Linked DNA regions of Gossypium raimondii: region 1 is linked to region 2. A link is a contact called in public Hi-C data. All regions are on one chromosome and are shown on one strand. Each heading gives the region's core, a stretch centred on a gene start, on an enhancer-like site or on the middle of the called end of the contact. The rest is flanking DNA. Distances are from core to core; before and after follow the strand shown. Region 1 holds the start of LOC105791830 (arabinosyltransferase XEG113). Region 2 has its middle 8.0 kb from the start of LOC128042943.

What was found. A called contact is a pair of places that touch in the nucleus more often than the background predicts.
Region 1: a contact with region 2 is called in a Hi-C map of leaf, with 2.8 times the contacts expected there. The contact joins the promoter of LOC105791830 here to the enhancer-like site in region 2. A contact is called at or near these places in 2 of 2 Hi-C or Micro-C datasets (both in leaf).

What each region holds. Positions count from the first base shown.
Region 1 is chr8:48,839,794-48,843,312 of ASM2569854v1, reverse strand. LOC105791830 (arabinosyltransferase XEG113) reads right to left here and starts at 2,243. Exons shown (of 13, transcript XM_012620074.2): 1 at 1,864-2,243; 2 at 1,248-1,475; 3 at 969-1,174; 4 at 510-615; 5 at 1-151. The coding sequence starts at 2,056.
Region 2 is chr8:48,732,541-48,736,251 of ASM2569854v1, reverse strand. No RefSeq gene overlaps it. Among protein-coding and RNA genes, the nearest start is that of LOC128042943, 8.0 kb to the right of the region's middle. Within about 2 kb of position 1,746, the one cell type or tissue checked has open chromatin away from gene starts, as enhancers often do. A contact at or near this core is called in leaf, where this site is marked.

The DNA of each region.
Region 1 (3,519 bases), core at 994-3,493, 110 kb before region 2:
GGCCCTGTCTGCTTGCGTGCAAGTTCATTAAATCCATTCTGATCCCATATCTTGTCATCAGCTAAAAGCATATCTTTCCATTCTTTTGCCAGTTTTATGGCAGGCTCTGTCGGCCGCCAGTGGAAAATTCCTATATTGTAGGCAGCACCAACTATTCAAGGAAAAGATAGAATCAGTTGACCGAAGGAGTCACAAGACTGGTAATAAGAGTAAAAAGAAGAAAATGATAAATTTATAAGTTAGACATTCTCTAATTCAATGCACTGAGTGTTAACAACAAATGGAAAAAAAGGCTTAAGGCTGCAGTGCAAACTGAGCAGTCCCTGCTTCATAAATGAAGAGTTTAACACTTAACATAGAAGGTGAAAGCAATCTAAAGGCAGCGTAGGATATGCGAAATTAAAACGCCACATCAACCGACAACCTTTCTACTCTCTTCTCCTAGAAAAGAAGAGGGCAGGTCTCCAGTAACAATACTACTCTGGGCCACAACTTGAAACATTTTTTACCTTGTTTCCAATCAGCCAATCTGTCATCAACAACTGTTGGCACAACTTGGTCGCTTGAAGTTAAGATATCAGCATCAGGGTACTGAGCAAGATATGGAAGCGGATCCTGTGGAAAGGGGCAAGCCACATCAAGTATGACTTTAATGTATATCTTCTGAAGTGACCATTAAGGATCATGATTTAAAATATAAAGAAATGATGACAGCAGAGTAAGAAGCATTACACAAGCCAATAAAAGTACACACAAAGCAAATGCAACCGCCAGGAAAAACTAGTATTTCTCACTGAAATTTTATTTCTTATAGAATCAGAGAAATCCATATTCTTCCACAGTATGATAGCATTGTAATAAAATAAAACTTATCCAATTTAAGGGAAGAAAAAGTGAAACAATCAAACTATAGCTTAGTGTCATGTAAACAACAAAGAAAAACTTGATCTGGATAGGAAAGGGAGTACCTTGAGCCACACCATGTCTGTATCACACATCAATAGCTCATAACCAAAAGGAAGTATAGCATTTATAAGTAATACTTTCTCTCTCCCCATTTTATGAAATGTAGGAGAGCCCCATCCAACATCTATTGTGCTCATATGGCTGCCCATATCAAATACTGGAACACCTTTCCAATACAAAGCCTCCAACAGTTTGGTGTCCATAGCACCTAAATCACAACGATTCCAATTCATTGTCCACTTTTAAGCACAGTTAACTGCAGGAAGATTTTAACAACTTACCAACAAGAAGATTAGAAACATCAAGATCCGTCAAGTGTTTAACCCAAGTCAAGATGAAATCCATAAACGCAAAGTTGCCAAAGGTGACAATAATGACATTGTCTTTCGCCCTTTCTCCAACCAGTTCTTTTGTTAATTTAAAGGACTCCAAAGGTGGCATTTTCGAATTACTAGGCGGAGCCTCCCATATAGTTTTCAACTGGTTGCTACCAGGTTGTGATGCTTTGTCTGTTGGTTGAGAAATGTTGTTACTGAAATTAGAACCACCATCTACCATTTGAGGACATCAGTTAATAAAATCATGTAATTGACTAATGGTAAAGCAAATGCTAAAAGAGTGAAGTTGATGTACTGAACAGAACATCATAATAAAAGGTATCAAAGAAAGTCTTCAAAATTGCAACATAATTCCATAAAAGAAGCTAGGGGAAGAAAGGGTCTAACATACAAACAAAAAGTCAAACTAACAAAAACCCATTAGCAATATTCCATTTTGATTAGGATCCAATAACGAAAACAATGTTTACTCAGTTGTTCTAATAACATATGATCAGCCATTTGTACATACATAGAAGCTTAAATTAAAAAACAAAAGAAAAAAGAACAAGGAGCGTACTTTGGGAGAGAGGAGGGGAGGAAAGCCAAGAAGTAGAGATAGACTGGGTGCTGGTGGGAGCGGATGGAGAGTAAATGGCGGAGAACACATAAAAAGAAGTCGCCACTATCCCCACGATAATGGTGGTGTATATCGTCAGAAACAGCGGTTTAGAAGCAGCAGCCTCTTGAACTGCGTTTCTCCATCCCCCCATCTTTGCTGTGGGTTCCAACTTGATCTCTTTTTGGCGTTGAATTTTTTCAGGATGAAAATGCGAAACAAAGGAAAGGGGGTTTCGATTATAGTAGTCCGGACTCCATGTTTAATTTAGGAGTTTTCAGATCAAATTCAATAGCTGTAGCAACTTGTTATGTAAGAGCTGTAGGTTATAGCTTGGTCAACTTTCCCAGCCCATTGTCTTTTATTTATATCACAAATCAGTCATTACTATTATTTTAGAATTTACCATGTGGCAAGCTGGCATAAGGACTATATAAAATTTACAACAACATAGAAGAGAATAGATTTCTATTGAGTCATACACAAAATGGCAAGCGATAAGTGGTTTTAAGATCAGGGTGTCTGGTGCAGAGCAGAGCTTGGTGATGGACAACATTTCAGAATCTTGTCCGAATTTTGTGGGATTATGGCTTGGTTTTTACTTGGAAAACATTTTACAATCCCTTCATTTGATACATGTTTTAGTCAATGAAAATTTCATTTTGCTTACAAAATAACAAATATTTCACTAGAGTGAAAACCCCCTCGGTTCACACTCAGGGATTTTCAAGAAATTTTTAATTAATCTACGTAAAATTAAATTTTATTTGTAAAAGTAAAGGGAATAAAAAGTTGGAAAGGTGATATAATTGGTAGATTAGAAAAATTAAAGGAAAGTTCATCTTAGCATATAAAACAAACCATTCTAAATATTTTACAACACCAAAAAATTCATTCTAAATTTGAATAAGAGGAGGTGAGAAATGAGAGATGTAACTATACATATTTAAGTAAAAATACCATAATAATTTCTATATTGCATTTTTTCTTCGAGTAAAAAAAATAAGTAAACTGATCTTTTTGCGCACATGTGAAAAAGAAATTATTTAAAAGTGTTAGGATATTATTATATGATATTATCTCTTAGCAATTTGATTCATAATGGATATTATAGGATATTATCTTTTAGCAATTTGATTCCTACGTAGCTACTATTGTATAGATATATATATCCTTAAGGTCTATCAATAAAATTCAAGTGGCATCTGAGCAAGGTTTTTGACACAATTTTTTTTCTTTCATCATTCTAAATGCTTGGCGGCGAGTCTTCTCCTCCTCCATCACCACCAAGGAGGGCGACACTTCCTGGTTTTACCGTTGAACAATAGTAGTCTCTTTTAGCGGTGTTTGGTAATAAACAATCAACTTCCACTCGGTTGAATGGTAAGTCCAAGAATAATTGGATTATTGATACGGGGTGTTCAAATCATGTTACGAGTGATCTTATGTGTTTGACGAATGTGAGAGATGTTGTAGCATGTTCCATAGGACTCTCTGATGGCCAAACAATGGTGGCTACCCAAGAAGGAATGGTTAAATTGAGGACAAAATTCAATTAAAACACGTTCTTTACATTCCTAAATTAAACTGTAATTTAATTTGGTTTCCTAGTTGAAT
Region 2 (3,711 bases), core at 497-2,996:
TTTATAATTTTTGAATTTCAAAAATTAAAATATTAATTAAATGTTGACATGTAACGCTAGGAAGTTAAAAAGTTAACTTTTCTATTCATTTTGAGGTAACTTGACAAAAACGTAAATTTAAGGACTAAAAATAATGAAAAATTAAATGGAAGGCTAAAATCTTTTTTTTTTGTAAAGTTAGAGGTCAAATAAGTCATTATGTTTATACATATTGCATATGTTAATTTATTATTAATTAATTTCAAACCATATACTTCATTATTTATTTTATGTTATTTTGAAGCATGATAAAATTTCTAATATATATGACTAAATTGGGCCAAAACTTAATAATATTGCATAAATTATATGGTCAAACAAATCATCATGGCTGCACATATTCTTTCTCTTCCAAAACTTAAAGACAAGTCCTAAATTGGGCCAAGGTCCAAAGCCACAAGTCCTGGCCAATAACTTTGGCAGGTAGAAGCTGCGCCTTGATGCGAAAATGGCTTAATATATTATTTGTAATTTGAGTTGTAATCCTACCTCTAATTTAGAAAAGAATATGTTTAAGAATGTAACACAATTTAACAATACTTAAAATACTTTAGTTTTTATTATTTTTAATTAAAAAATTAAATATAAAAAAGAATAAAATTGTTATTATTTAAAATTCATTAAATTTTAGCAAATCCAATCCAAATCAGCCTGATATTGGACATACCTTATAAGTGAGAACCACTATGTTGCTCGAGTTATGGGCTATGGCTTGCCTCTAATTCAAGAGAAGATGGAGGAATTATCACACAATTACAAGATCTTCTATTTTATATCACTATAAATTTTTCTTTGAAATTAGAACTAAAAGTAAGAGGCTACGAGTCTGTTCACGTTTACGAAATATCCTTCTTGTTAATGTCAACGGGAGGACATCAAAAAGCACATGCATGGCAAGCATTAACTACGCTTCAAAGTAGCTATATGTGAGTAGTTTAATACTGAACCCTAATATAGAAAATTAAGTTACATAAGATTGCACATGATCCAATGATCACATTCTAAAATTAGCAACTTTTATAACATAAGAACAAAACTCAATCTTCCTTATTTTCCTATTGACTTTGTAAAGCCCCTTCCATATATTGGGGGCAGCATTTATGTGTTCCACAAGCTTTATTAAAATACCTGTCGTACGATAGAAATTGAAGTTGATAAAAGTTGAGTTTTTTAAAAGGTTAATATTTTTTGTTTTTTGATGAATCTGTGTAAAATATTTTCTGTTGTGTTGATAAATTTCTTGAAAATATTTCATAAAAGTTGTTTTCAATAAAACAAACGATATTTGATATTTTCTTATATTTTCATTGTTTAATTGAGTTTACTTTATATTTATAAATTTATATTTTACATTATTTTTGCATATGTTAAAATATTTTGCTAAATTTAAGGTCATTACAACATTATTTTTAGTTACATGACTACTAATTAAGTATTTTTATTTAAAACGTAACATCAACAAAATTGACCAACAAATTTAATAAGGTTAACAATTGGGCTTGATTTTAAAATCTGTAAAATAGAGAGACTAAATTCTTGAAAATAAAAGTACAGGGATTAGATTCTTGAAAAAAAAGTACATGGACTGAAAGTTTAGGGATATTCTAGAGTTAAAGAACTCATTTGATAGCCTAGGGATCATTGGAGGCGTCTTTAATGCGTTGAGTGAGGTTCAACGGGAGGATATTTTCTCTAGGTTGTTATTGGATCCGAAAAAAAGTAATTGAGCAGGTTGATATCATTGGTCGGGAACTTCGTTGCCATTGGTGGGGTTTTCAATGAAAACTTGTTGGGTGTTTTGATGATTTCATTTCGCTATGTTGAATTGTGAAGTTGATAGGACTCCATAAAATATTATGGTTGATATCGATTTTGACATCATGTTGAGGCAAGAACGGCTCATGATGACTTTCAATTTTTGAATGATATTAGTGGTGTTGGCCTAAGAATTGTAGTTCATTGAGGAGCATAGTCAACCGAGAATATTTTTCTATGGACTCCACCTTCCCTTAGGGGAATGAAGTTCAATGTCACAGGTGTTGTAATGAATGTTGAAGTGGGTTGTGGTGGGTTTTGAGAGACAATAAATGAGCAGCCTACGTGATGTTCATTAGGTCGATTGAAGTTACGAAATTGGTAATGGCTGAGGCAAGAGCCATAAAAATAGCCGTGAAGATGTTTTATAGTAAGGGATGGCATGAGAAAGTTCCTCTAGTTATTGAGTTTGACTTGTGTGTTGTTCTGAAGTGGTTGTTGGTTTGGAGCTATAAACCGTGGATGTTGTGGAATCTAGTCATTGGTATTGTCTGTGGTTTTAATAAACTGTTGTAGGTTCAACTCGTAATTATAATCCGTCAAGGCAATTGTATGGGCAAAAGCAAGTTTTAGGAGATCTTCGTTGTTTAAAGCTTGGTGGCGATTTTTGTGATTGTTTGAGTTGTAGTTGGTTACTTCATTTCATGTTGTTCTTTAGTGTGTAAGGCTACTATGGGTGTTTTGTAATCTGGTCGTCTTTGTAAGAGGTTGGATTTCTCCAACGTCTTTCTTTTTTTGTTATCGTTATATTGATTGAGCAAAAAAAAAAAATTGGACTTATGACATATTTTAACTTTTAGATTAAAAAGTATTTATTGTTAATATATTTATAATTATAATAGATATTTATTATTAAAATAAAATAAAAATATTAAATAATTTATTAAAATAATAAATTATATTAATAATTTATTATATAGTTAAATATAAGTAATTAAATATGTATGTTTAATAATATTGAAAATTATAATATTTTAACAAAAGGTTACATGTCGTCTCTTATTTATCAAAATGTTATTCTTTCAAAACCCTACTATTTGTTGCTTATTAAAAGAATGATTTTAATTTTCTTTTTACAAACCAATTTAACCAAAGACTTAATAATATATTTTATATTATATAAAAGTGTAAACTTCAAAACTACAAAAGGTAACTACGTATACACTTTAAAAATTTTAAATTAATAAAGTTATTTTGTTTTAATATATACTTGTATTAAATAATAATTAAATCAACTACAGATATTAATTAGGAGATATTAAAACCTCCTCTCTCTTTTCGTAAAAGATAGATAAGACATAATGATCTTTTTGGTCTTCCAATTTTAAAATAAAAATCGTTTTAGTTTGTTATTTAATTTTTCATGTTTTAACTCCTTAAACTTGTATTTTATTTTGTCAAATCATCTCAAAATGAATGGAAAATTTTGTAACACCTCTAACTCGTCTTCGTCGCCGAATTAAGGTTACGGAGCATTACCGTACAATCGGAAAACACTTAACATCATAACATTTAAATAAATTAAACATATAATAAACCATTCATTCACATGCATTTTGTCCCTAAATCGAGCCTTCGAGGCCTTAATCATAGCTTGGAAGTGATTCGGGACTAATTTGAAATAAAACAGGAAGTTTAAGAAAAAGTTACAAAATTTGGAAAATAAGGGTCACACGGTTGTGTGACAGCCTGTGTCCTAGGCTGTGTGAATCCAAAATTTACCTAAAAACAAGCCATTTCAAATCCATTTCATAACTAACCATTCAAACCATTTGAGCACACAATCAAGGGATTCAAACACCATCCAAATTCACACAAACATACCATATCAAACAACCTAAATCACCTAACCAATAT